Regions from separate parts of the Hordeum vulgare genome. Here region 1 is linked to region 2. A link is a contact called in public Hi-C data. All regions are on one chromosome and are shown on one strand. Each heading gives the region's core, a stretch centred on a gene start, on an enhancer-like site or on the middle of the called end of the contact. The rest is flanking DNA. Distances are from core to core; before and after follow the strand shown. Region 1 holds the start of LOC123425208. Region 2 holds the start of LOC123425207.

What was found. A called contact is a pair of places that touch in the nucleus more often than the background predicts.
Region 1: a Hi-C map of leaf shows a contact between it and region 2, with 2.8 times the contacts expected there. The contact joins the promoter of LOC123425208 here to the promoter of LOC123425207 in region 2. A contact is called at or near these places in 1 of 6 Hi-C or Micro-C datasets (leaf) and 1 of 1 datasets of contacts at active chromatin or transcription factors (embryo).

The regions. Positions count from the first base shown.
Region 1 is chr2H:83,612,767-83,620,192 of MorexV3_pseudomolecules_assembly, forward strand. LOC123425208 reads left to right here and starts at 3,161. Exons shown (of 3, transcript XM_045108883.1): 1 at 3,161-3,338; 2 at 3,934-4,381; 3 at 6,273-6,893. The coding sequence starts at 4,019. The coding sequence ends at 6,533.
Region 2 is chr2H:83,437,213-83,444,437 of MorexV3_pseudomolecules_assembly, forward strand. It overlaps LOC123425207, which reads left to right and starts at 3,037. Exons shown (of 13, transcript XM_045108882.1): 1 at 3,037-3,362; 2 at 3,777-3,823; 3 at 3,904-3,960; 4 at 4,104-4,176; 5 at 4,984-5,039; 6 at 5,359-5,538; 7 at 5,619-5,812; 8 at 5,900-6,039; 9 at 6,125-6,267; 10 at 6,349-6,476; 11 at 6,562-6,720; 12 at 6,865-7,225. The coding sequence starts at 3,255.

The DNA of each region.
Region 1 (7,426 bases), core at 1,911-4,410, 180 kb after region 2:
ACTATTTTTAGCACCACCTTCGTCACTTCATCCCCGCATATCTCCCAGTGTCGTTGGAAGAAATGGGCAGGGAATCCATCCGGTCCAGGCGCCTTGATGGGAAACATCTGAAAAAGAGTTGTTTTTTACTTCCTCGTTACTATATGGTGCATTCAGCGTGTCGTTCATCGCCTGTGAGACCTTTTGGGGGACTGTATCCAGCACCTGTTCCATGTTCTGGACCCCCTCTGCCATGTATAGGGTTTTATAAAAGGAGGTGGCCATATCTTCCATCTCTATCGCATTCTCAGTTATTTGCCCATCCGGCTTCTGCAGCGATCGAATGTGGTTCTTTCTCCTTCGTCGGCTTGCTCGTTGGTGGAAAAATGGGTATTTTTATCTCCATGCACAAGCCAGTCGACTCTAGATCGCTGTCGCCACAAAACCTCCTCGCGATGGAACAGTTCAACCAGCCGATCACCTATTTTTGTTTCCTGCCTTGTTGGTTCGGTTCTGCCCGGTATTTCCCGGAGTAACTTGAGCTCCTGTTTCAGGGTTGCAATTTCCTTTCGAACATTACCGAAGTGCGTTCTCTCCCACGAGGTTAGTTCACCTGACAACAAATGGAGTTTGTCTTTTACCTCGCCCACTGAATCTCCCGAGCCGACAGCCCAACTGCTTCTCACCTGATCGGTCAATGACTGCTCCCGCTCCCAACATACTTCATACATGAAGGGCTTCGGGCCACGTCTGCGTTCCTGCCTTTCTTGCAGCCGAAGCAACATGGGAGTATGATCGGATGTAGCAGCCGTGAGATGTTCGACTGAAACATTCGAATAGGCTATCATCAGTTCTGTGTTCGCGAGACCCCTGTCCAATCTAACCCTCGTGAAGGATCCCCCCGCAACCTTCTTCCCAAACGTCCAGGGTTGTCCTTTGTATCCGATGTCTGACAGCCCACAAGTGTCCAGCGCGTCTCGGAATGCATCCATCTGTGCTTGGGTGCGGCTGCCCACTCCATCATGTTCATGTGCATAAATCACCTCATTAAAATCTCCTATGACCACCCACGGCTCATTGCATGTGCCTGTAATGCCTCGCAGCATATCCCAGGTTCTGTGTCGCTCATTTGCCTGGGCCTCTCCATAGACAAAGGTGATTCTTGTTTCTATGCCCGTCAAATCTTTCACAAGAGTGTCAATATGGTATTCTGTATAACCAAGAATTTCCAGCTTTATTTCCTCATTCCAAAAGATACCAAGCCCCCCACTTCTACCAGAGCTGCTAACCACAAATTTTTTGTTGTATCCTAGAGATCCTACCAAACCCTCCACACGGGAACCTTCTATTTGTGTTTCGAGAATGCACACAACAGAAGGGGCAAATTGCTTCGAGAGGTCCCGAAGCTCTCGAACTGTCGCATGTTTTCCAGCCCCGCGACAGTTCCACACTAAGCAACTCATTGCGCTAGGCGCGACCCACTCTGGGGGCCCGCCAAACGCGCATCAATTTGTGTAGTTGCCGCCTTGCTCTTCCGATGGTTCTTCTCTGCTATGGACAACGTTGGTTTATATCTCTTTGGTTCATGCTTGGACGAAGGACTTGCTGGAACGGAAGCATCCGATAGCATGGGGGCATCCCCCTGTGATGGTGCTACTCCTGGAGCAGGAAGTAACGATGAATTGGCTAGGGTTACTCTTTTGCGGTTCATGTCTACATCCTCCATATCGGCATCAGCATCATCTATCTGCACGAACCTATCATCATGATTTTGTTCCGATCCCCGACCACCACGGCCAAAGCGTCCATTACCTCGACCTCCTTGGTTTCTAGTTCCTCCTCCAGCCCTTCCTTCACCCGGCCCGCGCCCCGGTCCCATGAACCATGCAGCACGTAAGTCCTTGAAGACGAGAGCTTTGGGTGGGTGAACCCCGTCTCTACACTCCTTGTGCAGGTGCCCTAGATGGCCACAATCAGCACACCAATCTGGTAGCCTTTCATATTTAATTCTGAAGATCTCCCTCTTCCTATTCTTTACTAAAGAAACAACATTCTTCAGTGGTTCTTTAAACGTTTATCTTTACTCGAACACTAAGGCCCTGTTTGTTTCAAAAGTCCCGGGACTTTTTTTAGTCCCAACTTAAAAGTCCCTAGTCCCTACCCGTTTGTTTCCAGGGACTAAACAAGGACTAGAGGTCATTAAATGACATGTAAAAAGACCATGTTACCCCTGACCATATTATTAAATAACACTTGTTCATAAGCAAATATTACAAAAGCAGAGATGGAAAAGCCCCATCCTGCGACACCTCGAATGGCAGTTGATGAGGCACCACGGGCTCGACCAACACCACGTCCAGTGCCCTGGAACAAGGGCCTCCCACGCCCTCTGACGCCTCCGCCAACGGAAGCTGCGGCAGGGGCGACAAATGGACGTCTATGAGCGCTGCCGATGCTCACAGACTGGGTCAGGCCTCCTCCTCCCTGAGACACAGCCCTACCACGACCAGGGCCAGCCGAAGGAGGACCATGGACGGCCTGTTCGTCAAGGAGAAGCTGTTGGTAGGAGCCCAAATCGGGGAAGTCATCCACGTTGCTATTCAGATAAAAAAAACCGAATCCCCTTCTCAGATTGCCGCCGGCGGAGGAGCCCTGAGATGTCGGTTGATGCGAGCGGAACGGAGAGGGGAGTTGCGTCTCGTCGTCTTCATCCATGGCGGCGGCGGGCGAGGGAACTGGCGGCGGCGGCGGCGGCCGAGGTGGGAGACGCGAGCGGGAGCGCGAGCGGCTGGTAGAGACGCGAGCGGCTGGAGGGAGACGAGCGAGCGGATAACGCGATGCGATGCGGGGCAGGGTAGGAAAAAGTCCCAAAAAGTCCCTCCCACAGGTACTTCTCCAAATAGTCTCAAACACCCCACTTTAGTCCCTAAAAGTCCCTCCTGTTTGTTTCACATGAAACTTTTTGAGACTTTTTTTAGTCCCTACACCAAAAAGTGCCTGGAAACAAACACCCCTAAAGAAACAACAACCAGATGGTTGGTACATTCTTTTTAAGACATAAAAAGGTAGTGAGGGAGTCAAACAAACCAGCCCAAGCCCAGTGACTGTACAGGACCCCCTACCACACATGCCGCCAAGCCCAAACCAATGGAATCCTAGGAGAAGCATCATGGCAGGGCACGTGTACTTGACCTGGCCCGGCGGCCGCCCCCTCCTCCTCCTCCTCCTTCGGTTCGTATCCTCACTCGTTCGTCTTCGCTTCCCGCCCGCCCGAGCCGACCCAGCACCAATGGGGGGAGCGTGACCGGCTTCCTGGACAAGCGCGACGGGAAGAAGGGCTTCCATCACCCGGCCACAAGGTGACCAACCTCACCGTCGCGTCCGGGGTTTCAACTTTGCTGCGCGTTTCAGGGCGGGTTTTGGGGGATTTTTGTTTTTGTTCTTGGTCGGGTCCCGGCAGCTGCTTGCCCAATCAAAGCTGCTTCTCTGGACTTCTCTTCTCATTCTCCCGGGATCGACAGGAGAGGTCAGGACTGGAGCCCGAGATTTGATCTGCTTCTGAACTTGTTTCTGTGCCTGTCGCCTCCTCTGCACGTACGGAGTAGGAGTATTTCCTAAGATCCTGATCCGCCTGTTCGTCCGGCGCCGCTGTAGATTTCGGAGATCGCTGCCATCCCGCTTAATAAACTATGCCGTTTCTTGTCGATTCCTGCCGCATTTTTTTGGGGGGTTTTGAACTTCATCGGATTCCTCTCATCTTTTTTTTTTTTTCCTTTTTTCTTTTCTTGGCGATTTTGAATTTCATCGGATCCCTCGTGCGGCTAATCACGAGCTCGCAAACCGCTGCCCGCTTGGCTTGGCTGCATGCAGGCTTCCCGAGAAATTTAAGGCGATTCTTTTTCTCCATTTCCTCTCGGTGGGAGCCCTAATTTCAGTTTCGGTTTTAAATTTCAGTTTTTTTTACTTTCCCCGGAACTGTCGCCGCACTCCCCCACAAATCTCGCCGCGGCCCTCGGTGCTCTGCGCGAGCGAGCGAGCGATGGACTTCGACTTCGACTGCGCCGCCGCCTCGCCCGGCGGCCAGTGGATGGGCGAGACGGCGTCGCGGCGCCGGCAGCGCCGCCTCTCGTCCTCGGCGTACCTCACGCCGGCCTTCGACGCCGTCGCCGCCGGCCAGGGGGGCATCTCCCCTTCCTCGTATTCGTCGGGCGGGCTGGACCTCGGGTTCGACGCGTCCCTCCTCCGCCTCCGCCGCACCTGCTTCTCCGCCAACGCGGAGCTGGACAGCCGCCGCCTCCTCTACTCGCCGCAGTCACCGCCGCCGCAGCAGCAGGCGCGGACGCGGCGGATGCACGCGATGGCGGACCATGAAGCGGCCTACCTCTATGCGTCGAAACGTCAGGTGATTATAAGCTGCTCTCCAGATCTAAGTTTCACTGGCATTTCTCGTCTGATGAAGTATTGAACTGATGCCTGGAGTAGTGGTTAGTGTCTTTAGCCCTTTGTTCTACTAGCCTGGTTATAATATTGTGCTTGCATAATTCAATACTGTTGATATCTGTAATGCCATGGTTACATGATTTCAATACTTTCTCCCGTTAATCACAATGAGAAGACTCGGGGTGTGGTGATGCAATGCAATGCAGAATTCTATATTGTGTTTATAGGAGGAAAAAATTCCATATTTAGTCAGTTGTTTCTTTTGGATGGACAATATAAGAGAAAAATCCCTGGGCCTCTGCATCCCAAAAAGTCTCGCGGCAAGTTAGTTCTTTGTCAACTGTCATACTACTACTCCTGGAGTATATACATAAGAGTTGGAGTGCATGACCTATATACATAAGCGTTGGAGTGCATGACCTATTTCTGAAAGTGAAGGTTGTCTGATGATGTACAAAACAGGAAACAACTTAAATTTTCATTTGGGGATAGTGTCATCTACTATGTTCCTATGTCCTAACACTACTCATCAGACTAGACTATGGTCATAGTATAGTCCATTAGTTTACTGTACATGGCAGTTCATGTTGTGTTCTTTATTAAACTAATGCCATGATATTTGATAATGCATATAATTTACTAAGTTACTACCTACTGCAAATCTTATGAACTTACAATATGAGTGCATGACTTCATTCTGACAGCGAAGGTTGTCTGAGAATGTACAAAACAGGAAACAAATTGAACCAGGCCATCCAATTTTCATTCGGGAATAGTGTCATCTATGTTCCTATGTCCTAATGCAACTTATCATACTGTATGTAGACTATGGCCATAGTACAGTCCATTAGTGTACTGCAACAGTTCAGCTGTGGTCTTTATTAATTTGATGTCGTGATATTTGATAATGCATTTGAGGTTGAGCTACTAGTTACCACCTATTGCAAATTCTACTTAGTTCCTTACTTTGTCATAATGGATGCTGGTTTAGGTTCTGCTTCAGTAGTGCAGTTACTTGTAGCTCGGGTGCACAATTGCTTGTTCCCTAGCTCTGTATTGTTGCTAGGAAAGAATAATTTCTGATTTGTCAGATAGGCATGGCTTCTTAGATGATTGACTTTTTGTTTGCTCTTCTAGAATAGGGAGAAAGAGTTACTACATTGTTCTGGTACTGTGCCAAATTATTTTCTCATTTCCTTAGCTAGCCACTCTTGCATTGCTAGCCAGGGAAGAAACAATTCCTCATGTTTCAGATAAACATAAATCAATTTGCCCTTAAATGTTGTTGAAATCAAGTCAGTCACCAGACTGCAGCATATCGGCCTTGTTATAGATCCAGCTCCTTTGTCAAGTTGTGGTACAGTTTTTATATGCCTTTACCTTGAACCAACATATGCGCTTGATTTTGGATCTTCTTCCATCATTAAGCTCCTGATAAGTGGTTAATGGTGATTCTGGTACAGTTGCAATTTTTGGAAATGGAATATTTCTTTCTAGCTCAACAGCAGGATCTCCAGTGTCAGGATTTAAACACATTCATATACGCAGAGACAATTTTATCTTTTTGTGTCACAAAGGGTATGCGAGCAATCGATTCTCCTCTATCTAAACACCCAATGCTGTATATTGTCTCCATTTGCTCATTACCTGCTCTGCTATGGTATTCTTCTTTTCATCCTTCAGCCGGAATGCTTCCCTGTAAACCAACACAACCATTAGATGACAGTACTAGCATCATTTTAAGCTAGTTTGGTTACTACCCAAATATTTCCCTTTTTGACTTACTTTCTCATCGAAATCTACAGTGTGCTATATGCAGTAACATCTCTTTTGTCTTGGTTCATGTTGCTTAGGCTGGCGGGCTCACTGGTGCACCAGGTTTTCCCGAACTCAAGCACACATTTTCCAACTTCCGATCACCAGATGGTGCCGTCATCCTAGGAAACAAGCTGGACCTTATGTCGACACCAAAACCTGGAGCGACACCTTCAGCGCAGATGATGGCTGCAGCAGCGCAGCCAACCGAGGAGGAAGACGACCTCATAGCCGAGGCCCTCTACGGCCGCAGTGGCCGACGCAGGCTGCCCATCTTCAGGGAAATCTGCCCGGAATAGAGCGATGTGGCGACGCCAATCCTCCCCCGACATGGATGAAATGGATTGCTTTGCCCTGCTGTATATTCCGAGTACCCTCCTGTGTCCATAGACCTGTCAGATGTGATATTATGTTACTCCGGAAGGAAGAAGACCGTTTCATAGTTTCATTTCATAGTGGAGAATCTCTCGCCCTCCACTCTAGGTGAGAAAATCATGTTATGGGGGTTTAGCACCCGGCAGCTGACCCATTTGCTTGCCGTCTGTTAAGTTAAAACTTTTTTTTGCAAGGAGCTGCAACAAAAGCTATTGTCCTGTAGGCAGGAGGGTTTTTCATTGTTGGAACTGCTTATATTTTGTTATAAAGACATCTCGTCGACATGGCTGCAGAGTGTTGTCAATGCAACACTGCCTACCATTGCAACAATAAATGCAATTCCTTGCCGTCTCATATTCACAAGCAGGTTACAGCAGAGAAAGACAGAATCGAAGGATACACATACTCATTTTAGAGCAAGTACAATAGGATGACGTAGGCGGGCTGTAAGACTTAAAATAATATATTTGTGATGAGTTGGAAGAGAGATAAGAGGAGAGAGAAGAGAAGCGGGCTACAAACTAACAGCCGGCTGTAACACGTGCTCCTAGACACTTTGTGAGAGAGGATGGTGGGCCTTCTATCAATAAAGTATCATTTATTTACATCTACCTATTGTACTTGTGGGCTATAAGCTTGGTTATAGATGATGTGTCAACATCATATAGCCAGCAGCTGGCTGTACTATTAACCATGCTCTTACAGCACGTCGGAGCACCGTCAGGTAAGAGCATCTCTAGTGAATCCTCTATATGGACATGTATTGTAAATATACAAGATTTGAGCCGTTTTTTACAGTCCAAAGAGTCCCAGCGAC
Region 2 (7,225 bases), core at 1,787-4,286:
CAGATGCGAACCCTGTCTTAATATTACAGATCATCCTATGACTCAAGTCCACCAACACTAAATCATACGAAGTACTCCATCTTCTTGTTTAACATTTGAGGGGTAGAATAACCATATCGTGCCACCTCATAACCTTTGAAAGCTCAAAGCACACGATTAGCCCGCAAAGGTATTGTCATCAACCAACAAAACTACTTAGGGAAGATTATGCTCTTACACCCAGCCTATACTATCAATCCCTCCACGCCACAGGGTCCATGCGTTATGATATGGGCTATATCATCAAACAACGGAGGCAGATCTGGCCAAGACCTCTCAGGACCAGTCCTCCGAAGCCATTACCAATGGACTCAAAGGGCAATTGCTTGAAGTATGAGGCTCTTGATGCTCAATACGTCAAAGCAACCGGGCCTACATACCATGTTGCAAGCAACAAGACATTTACCATCGTGGATTTTTTTGGAGACAGCCGAGAAGAAAGCTCTCATCCATCCTTCGATTTCCTTAAACACCCAAACCGAAGGATCCATAACCATTAGATGGTGGATAGGCTTAACGCTGATAACAGTATTGATGAACACCATTCTACTAGGTTGATTGATCACACATCTCTGCCAAGCCAGGATGAATTTATTGACGTGATCTAGCATGGGCTTCCATTTGACCTTCGCTAGTTGTTTGATGCTGAGTTGAAGCCCAAGGTATTTTCATGGAAAGGCTGTGACGCGACATCCCAAAATTGTGGTGACGTGTTGGGCGTTCACCTCCTCCTCGAGGATCATGATAGTTGAGATTTAACATAATTAACTCACAGTCAAAAAGCTTCTTGAAAAGGTCTAGTGTGCTTCTCACAAAGTATAAATCAGGAAGCTAAGAGCATCTCCAGCGGCTAAGCGCCCTCAGGAGACGAAATAGCGCCGCCCGGGGGCCAACCGGCGAAAAACACGGCTTGAGGGGCTCGGGTTCTCAGTCGCGCCCCACCCCGGCTGGCGAGTGAGGAGAGAGATAGAGAAAGGAAAGATTCATTTTTTGCATGCACATGATGTGCCTAGCAGAAAAAGGGAGGAGGGAGAGGCGAGAGGTTGACCAGTGAGATTTGTGCATGCAAAAATAGCGCCGGATGCCCCCATGCGCCCCCGTGGGGCTCGATTCGGCCTGGGACCGCCAGAATAGTTTTGGCCAAATCCGGCGCAAAATGACGTCCTGGAGACGCGAGCGATTATTTTTAGCGACAACGATTAAAAAGGCACTTGGGAGGGCGTTCTGGGGGCGCGGCTGAAGATGCTCTAAGGCCTCTCCCAATGCTCCACCTTGTACAAGTGCTAAGGTTGCCATGTAGACGAAAAATCTGATGTAGCAACGTAATTAAGAGGAGAGAGATGAGTGCGGTAACCCCATAGAAAAACAACGCCAAGCACGCAAACCTAGGCAAAAAACTTAAATAAAATAAATCCACCAATGCATGAGTAACTTTAGTTAAAAAATCATTAAATAAGAAGGCTTAGCTACAACAAACTAAGCACCCATGGGTTGGAAGCTTTAGTTGCTAAACTATCTAATGTGCTTAATACCTTATCTTAACACCAATGCATTGACAATGACCTAAAGCCTAAAGAATAGAACCACTTCATTCGCGAATATCGAAACACGTGAGAGCGGAGTGACATCATGTATAGGAGATAGGACGCCCATCTTTGCGAAGTGACATCATGTATAGGAGATAGGACACCCATCTTTGAAGCTCCCAAGATCATCCCCGTGGATGTATCCATCACAATCACGAATAGCAAAGGAGAAATTTGTTCTCCATGCCTAAGATATCGAGTGTGGTCAATTTTTCTCCCCAGCTCCTTGTTGACCAGAACTTTCGAGCTCGTTGTGAAGTGAAGAATTGCCAGCCACCGCAACCATTATTGACTGAACCCTTATTGTTTAAGCACGTGGAAGATACCCTTGTCTTATCGCCAAACCGTATTGTTATCACATTAACATCTCAATGTACCCCTCTTTTTTTGTGATACCGTCAAAGCCTGTTCAACTCTAACGCCCACTAATGCTACTATGAGCGGCGAATCATGAAAGAAAATGAAGAAAGGGCTCAAAGTCAAATGTGTGTAGAAAAAGTCAAAAACTCTTGATTTTTTTGTTCTAAATAAGGTATAAAAATTATGTATAAAAAGTCAAAAACTCTTGATGTGTGTATAATAGTAAATTTTCTTCTTCAATTTCTGAAGAAGGACTCGAACTCGTCGAAGCTCCCTTGCTAGATTCGCCACTTCTACTATGGATGCTACCTTTTGCATGGACGTGGGCCAAGGCTCCTAACGAGCGAATATACATGCTCCACAAATTTGTGCTACCAACAACATCATCACTCGAGCAGTCACTAGGCGCAAGTCGAAGCGGGTCAAACGACAAGATAACCGAATGTTTTATTTGGCAATTATATATGGTTTCAAAATAAATAAATACCACTACTCTACGAATAGCAACGCACTGCCACAATCGTCCTGTTTGGATCCATAGGCTAGAGTTAGTTTGAGCTAGTTGGGGCTCAAATAACACTAAAGTATCCAAACATAAGGGTTAGATTGTAGCTAGTTGCATCTAACCCACCCAAAAAAACTAACCCACCCAAGAGGTGCTAATTGAAGCTAGTTTTCATGGGGCCCACTAAAAAGTCACTTTTCTCTCTCTATCAACCAGGTAATGACCCATTAAAAAATCACTTTCCTCTCTTCATCAAGTACAACTATTGTCAATCTAACCCTATCATCCAAATACCTCTTTGGCTAGAGTTAGTTTAAGGTTAGTCATGAGCTATAAACTAACTCTAACCTCTAGCTAAGTTAGAGTATCCAAACAGGGCCAATAACCACCTACTGCTAGGACGGTGAGACCTACTGCATTGGTTCTCTTGTACCCTTTGCAATCTTTTGCACGTGCTTTGCGGACAAAGTTTTCCACACTCACACGCTGTCACGCAGTAGGTGTGTAGGGGGTCGTCGTCTCCCCTTTCACGCCATGGCCCTCCATCTTTAAAAAAAACACTCCACTCCACTCCCGAGAGAGGAAGAAAATTCCCTCACCCAAGCCACCGCCCACCGCACTCTTCCAGTCTTCCTCGCTGTCTTCTTCTCCATCCCTCCAGTTCGAAAATTCCGTCCCTCGCGCCCAAACTCCAAACCCTAGCCGGTCCGGCCCAGCCCCCCGCCCCGCCGGCTCCGTGCGCGGAACATGCGGGATCTGGGCCCATGGCGACCGGCCCCGATCTGACCTCCTCCTCCTCCGCCGACGCCGCCGCCGCCGCCGCGTCGTCGGCGGCCAAGAAGGACCGCCACATCGTGAGTTGGAGCGCCGAGGTGCGTGCCGGCTGTGTTTTGTTTCCGCGTCTCGCGGTTGGGGAAATTCGTGCGCGTTTGTTTGCCCTTTCCTACTGGATTTTGGGATTTTGACTTGGATTGGATTGGATTGGATTTGGGACTTCGCGTCTGTAGCAATTGCTTGTTCCCCTTTTCTTGTTTGGCAAACCAAACAAAAAAACAGAGGCGATTTTGGGCATGTTTGGGGGTATAATCCGCTTACCGTGAAATTTTTACTGTTGATTCTCGGACGTCTTAGCCTAATCCCCCCTTCCCTCATGTTAACCGTGACAAAATGTTTTATCTACCAGTTCAGTTTCTCTTAGACTGTCTCCGAGCTTATCCTTGGAGTGCCTCTGCGATTCTACTCGATGCTTAAATTGCTTTCTGATGCTTTCAACTTCTTCCCTGTAGGAGGATGACGTGCTTCGTGCTCAGATTGCGCACCATGGAACTGACAAGTATGGTCTACTCCTGTTTGTTTCCTATCTTCACTTGCTGTAAGGCTTCTCGAAATTAAACACGGCGTTTTCTTTTATAGTTGGGCAGTCATAGCCACACAATTCAAGGATAAGACTGCCAGACAGTGCAGGAGGAGGTGTGTACTTCCCTCTTCCAATAAAGGGGGGGGATTCTTTTCTTGTATTTTTTCTGGTTTTGTAATGTTATAGCATTTGTTCAGTCCTATCGTTTATGAGCAAAGCTAATTCCAAATGTTTTCCGCTTGAATTGTTGCTGCAGATGGTACAATTATCTGAATACAGAGTGCAAGAAAGGCGGGTGGTCTCGTGAAGAGGACATGCTTTTATGTGATGTGAGAACCTGATGTGTTTCTAGCATTTTAATTACTAGGCGCAGACAGTGAGTCTGCTTGAAATTAGGCAAAGCTGCATCATAGTTAACTTGTTTAGGCCAAATTTCATCTATGGGAGTAGGATTCATTTCATGGTCCTCAACCTCATATGACATGAAGAAGGGGGATTTGAGAGAGAGAGAAATCAAGTTCAGGTCATAGACTAGAAATGACATTTGATTAGGCATCAAAATTCGGAGGAACACGAAAGATACAAGGAGGAAAAAGGGAAGCTAAGAAAATAGAGTTCTTCTCACTAATTCTGCCTGCCCTGCGTCCTGTGCTCTTGGTTCCTTATGTAGCACCAGTGGGTTGAGTTTCTTGCGCCAAAGGCCAGCCGTGATACTTTACACATGAACTGATAAATTATTGTCACCTTGGAGGCACTGTTTTCGGCCAGGCTCGACTCATCACGAGTCGCTACCCCAGAACGACTCATCGACTCGAAAACCTTGCTTGGAGGAGCTTAACATGTGTGCAGAGTGGATCCTATCCTTGAGCGCGTACCTTTGGGAAAATGATGGATTTGTTTTGTGGACTGTAGGACGTATGATTGCTATGTTCTTTTGTAGATGACAAACTGCTTGAATGGAATATGCATTGCTTAAAGTCCTGTAATGCCATTACCATTCCTTGAATTAGGCTGCAATTTGTGTTCTGATACATTTGCAACATTGCATGTGCATTTTGCTGGTGCCTGCATAAGTAGCAGTTATTTCTGCAGAACTCTTACAGCACCAAATGATTAATCTTGGACTTGTCATGCAGGCTCAAAAGCTTCTTGGTAACAAATGGACTGAAATAGCAAAGGTTGTCCCGGGCAGGTGAGTTTCTTGCATCTGGTTGCTGTTTTCTGTAAGGTGAAAAGGGTAATAAATATTAGATACTCCCTTTCTTCTGATTTATAAGGGTGTGTATCCCTAGATCATCCATTTGATCGATGAAATATGAGTTGTATGCCACAAAGAGTATACCATTGAATTAATATTTGAAACAAGTTTCTAAGGTATACTTTTTGTGATATATAATTTGTATTATGTTTGTCGGATTGACGATCTAGGGATATGAGCAGGCCTTAAACCAGAAGGGAGGGAGTATGTGAAACATATCTGACATGTGAATGTTTTGGTTTGCCTACAACAGAACTGATAATGCAGTGAAGAATCGATTTTCTACGTTATGCAAAAGGCGGGCCAAGGATGATGAGCTATTCGAGGAAAATAGTACAGTATGCTCCAATGCTAATGCAAAGAGGGTACTGACACAGACTGGTGGTCTCACATGTGGAGCACCTAGCTCTTCACCACCTATCAAGAACATGAGGTACAGATAGTACCAGTAGAAGCTGTTGGTTAATTATGTGAATGAACTTGCACATTTTAACCCATTCTTTCTGCAACCAGCTCTTGTAATCCTGATTTCAAGGAAAACTTAGCACCAAATATGAAGTCATTTGGACAAGAAAAGAGCATACGGCATGATTCTCGGCAACCCCTTTCTAGGATTTGTCCAGACAATCAGAGTGTGAATATTGTAAAAACTCAGAGTCTTGTCACTAAAACCTCAACAAAGCAATTACATGGCGAAGAACAGAGCTGTGAGCCTATTATCCCAGATTCTGAATATTTAACTTGATTCATGTGTTTTGTCAATGTTTGAGCCTGCTCCATGTGCATAATTTCAGGTGTGAAGCATGAGGGTAATTTTTTGAAAAGGAATGATCCAAAACTTGCTACTTTACTTCAGCAAGCTGACTTGCTTTCTTCCCTAGCAACAAAAGTAAATACTGAAAATACAAGCCAAAGCATGGATGAAGCCTGGCAGGTATAGCATCGCCAACTTGATGATCTGAAGTATATTTGTAGTTCTTCACATTTTAAAATAAACTGTTTTATGCTTGACCTTTCAGAAACTACAACATCATTTGGTTAAGAAAGATGATAATGACATGTCAGAGAGCAGTATGTCCGGAACAGCTTCTCTCCTAGACGATCTCGACGATTTAATTGTTGATCCCTATGAGAATGAAGAAGAAGATGAACAGAAGTCCAGGTATATAATGAATAATATCTCATCCTTTTGGTTACCATTCTATGGCCTCAGCTATTGATTCACCACCATTCTGATGAACAGAGAGCAGAATGGAGTAACATCACAAATAGCTCCTGATCAAATAATGGATAATTGCCCAGTTGATCAAATCACAGAAGAAAATAGCCTTTGTGGAAACACACTATCTAGTAGTATGGAACCTTGCCCAGGTAACCTATGCTCTTAATCTGAACTAAGCTACATGTCTTTCCATCCACATCAAAGAAGATTAATTGAACTTTGAAGCTAAAACAGTTGCAGAAATTCTAGCTTATGTAAACTTGGGCGAAGCTGCCGAAGATATGGGGCTTCATTGCATGGAATACAGTTCTCCTGCTCTTGCAGCTCAAGCTCAGCAAGCTAAAGCAGATGCAGAAATACTAGCGTCTGTAGACTTGAGTGAGTCTGCTGAAGGTAGTTGGTCTCAGTTTATGGAATACATGTCTCCCGCTCATACAATTTTGCATGCTAACAGTTCTCCTGCTCATACAATTTTGCATGCTAACAGTTCTCCTGCTCATACAATTTTGCATGCTAACAGTTCTCCTGCTCGTACAGCTCAAGCTCAGCAGGCTAAAGCAGATGCAGAAATACCAGCGTCTGTAGACTTGAGTGAGGCTGCCGAAGGTAGTTGGTCTCAGTTTATGGAATACATGTCTCCTGTTCATACCGTTTTGCATGCTGAAGGAGATGCAGAAACACCAGCATCTCTAAAGTTGAGTGAGGCTGCCGAAGGTAGCTTGCCTCAATGTATGGAACACATGTCTCCTGCTCATACACTTCTGCAAGCTAAAGCAGATGTAGAAATACCATCATCTGTAGACTTGAGCGAGGCTGCGGAAGATAGCTGGTCTCAGTTCATGGAATACACATCTCCCGCTCATACAGTTTTGCGTTCTCAAGCAGGTCCAGAAACACT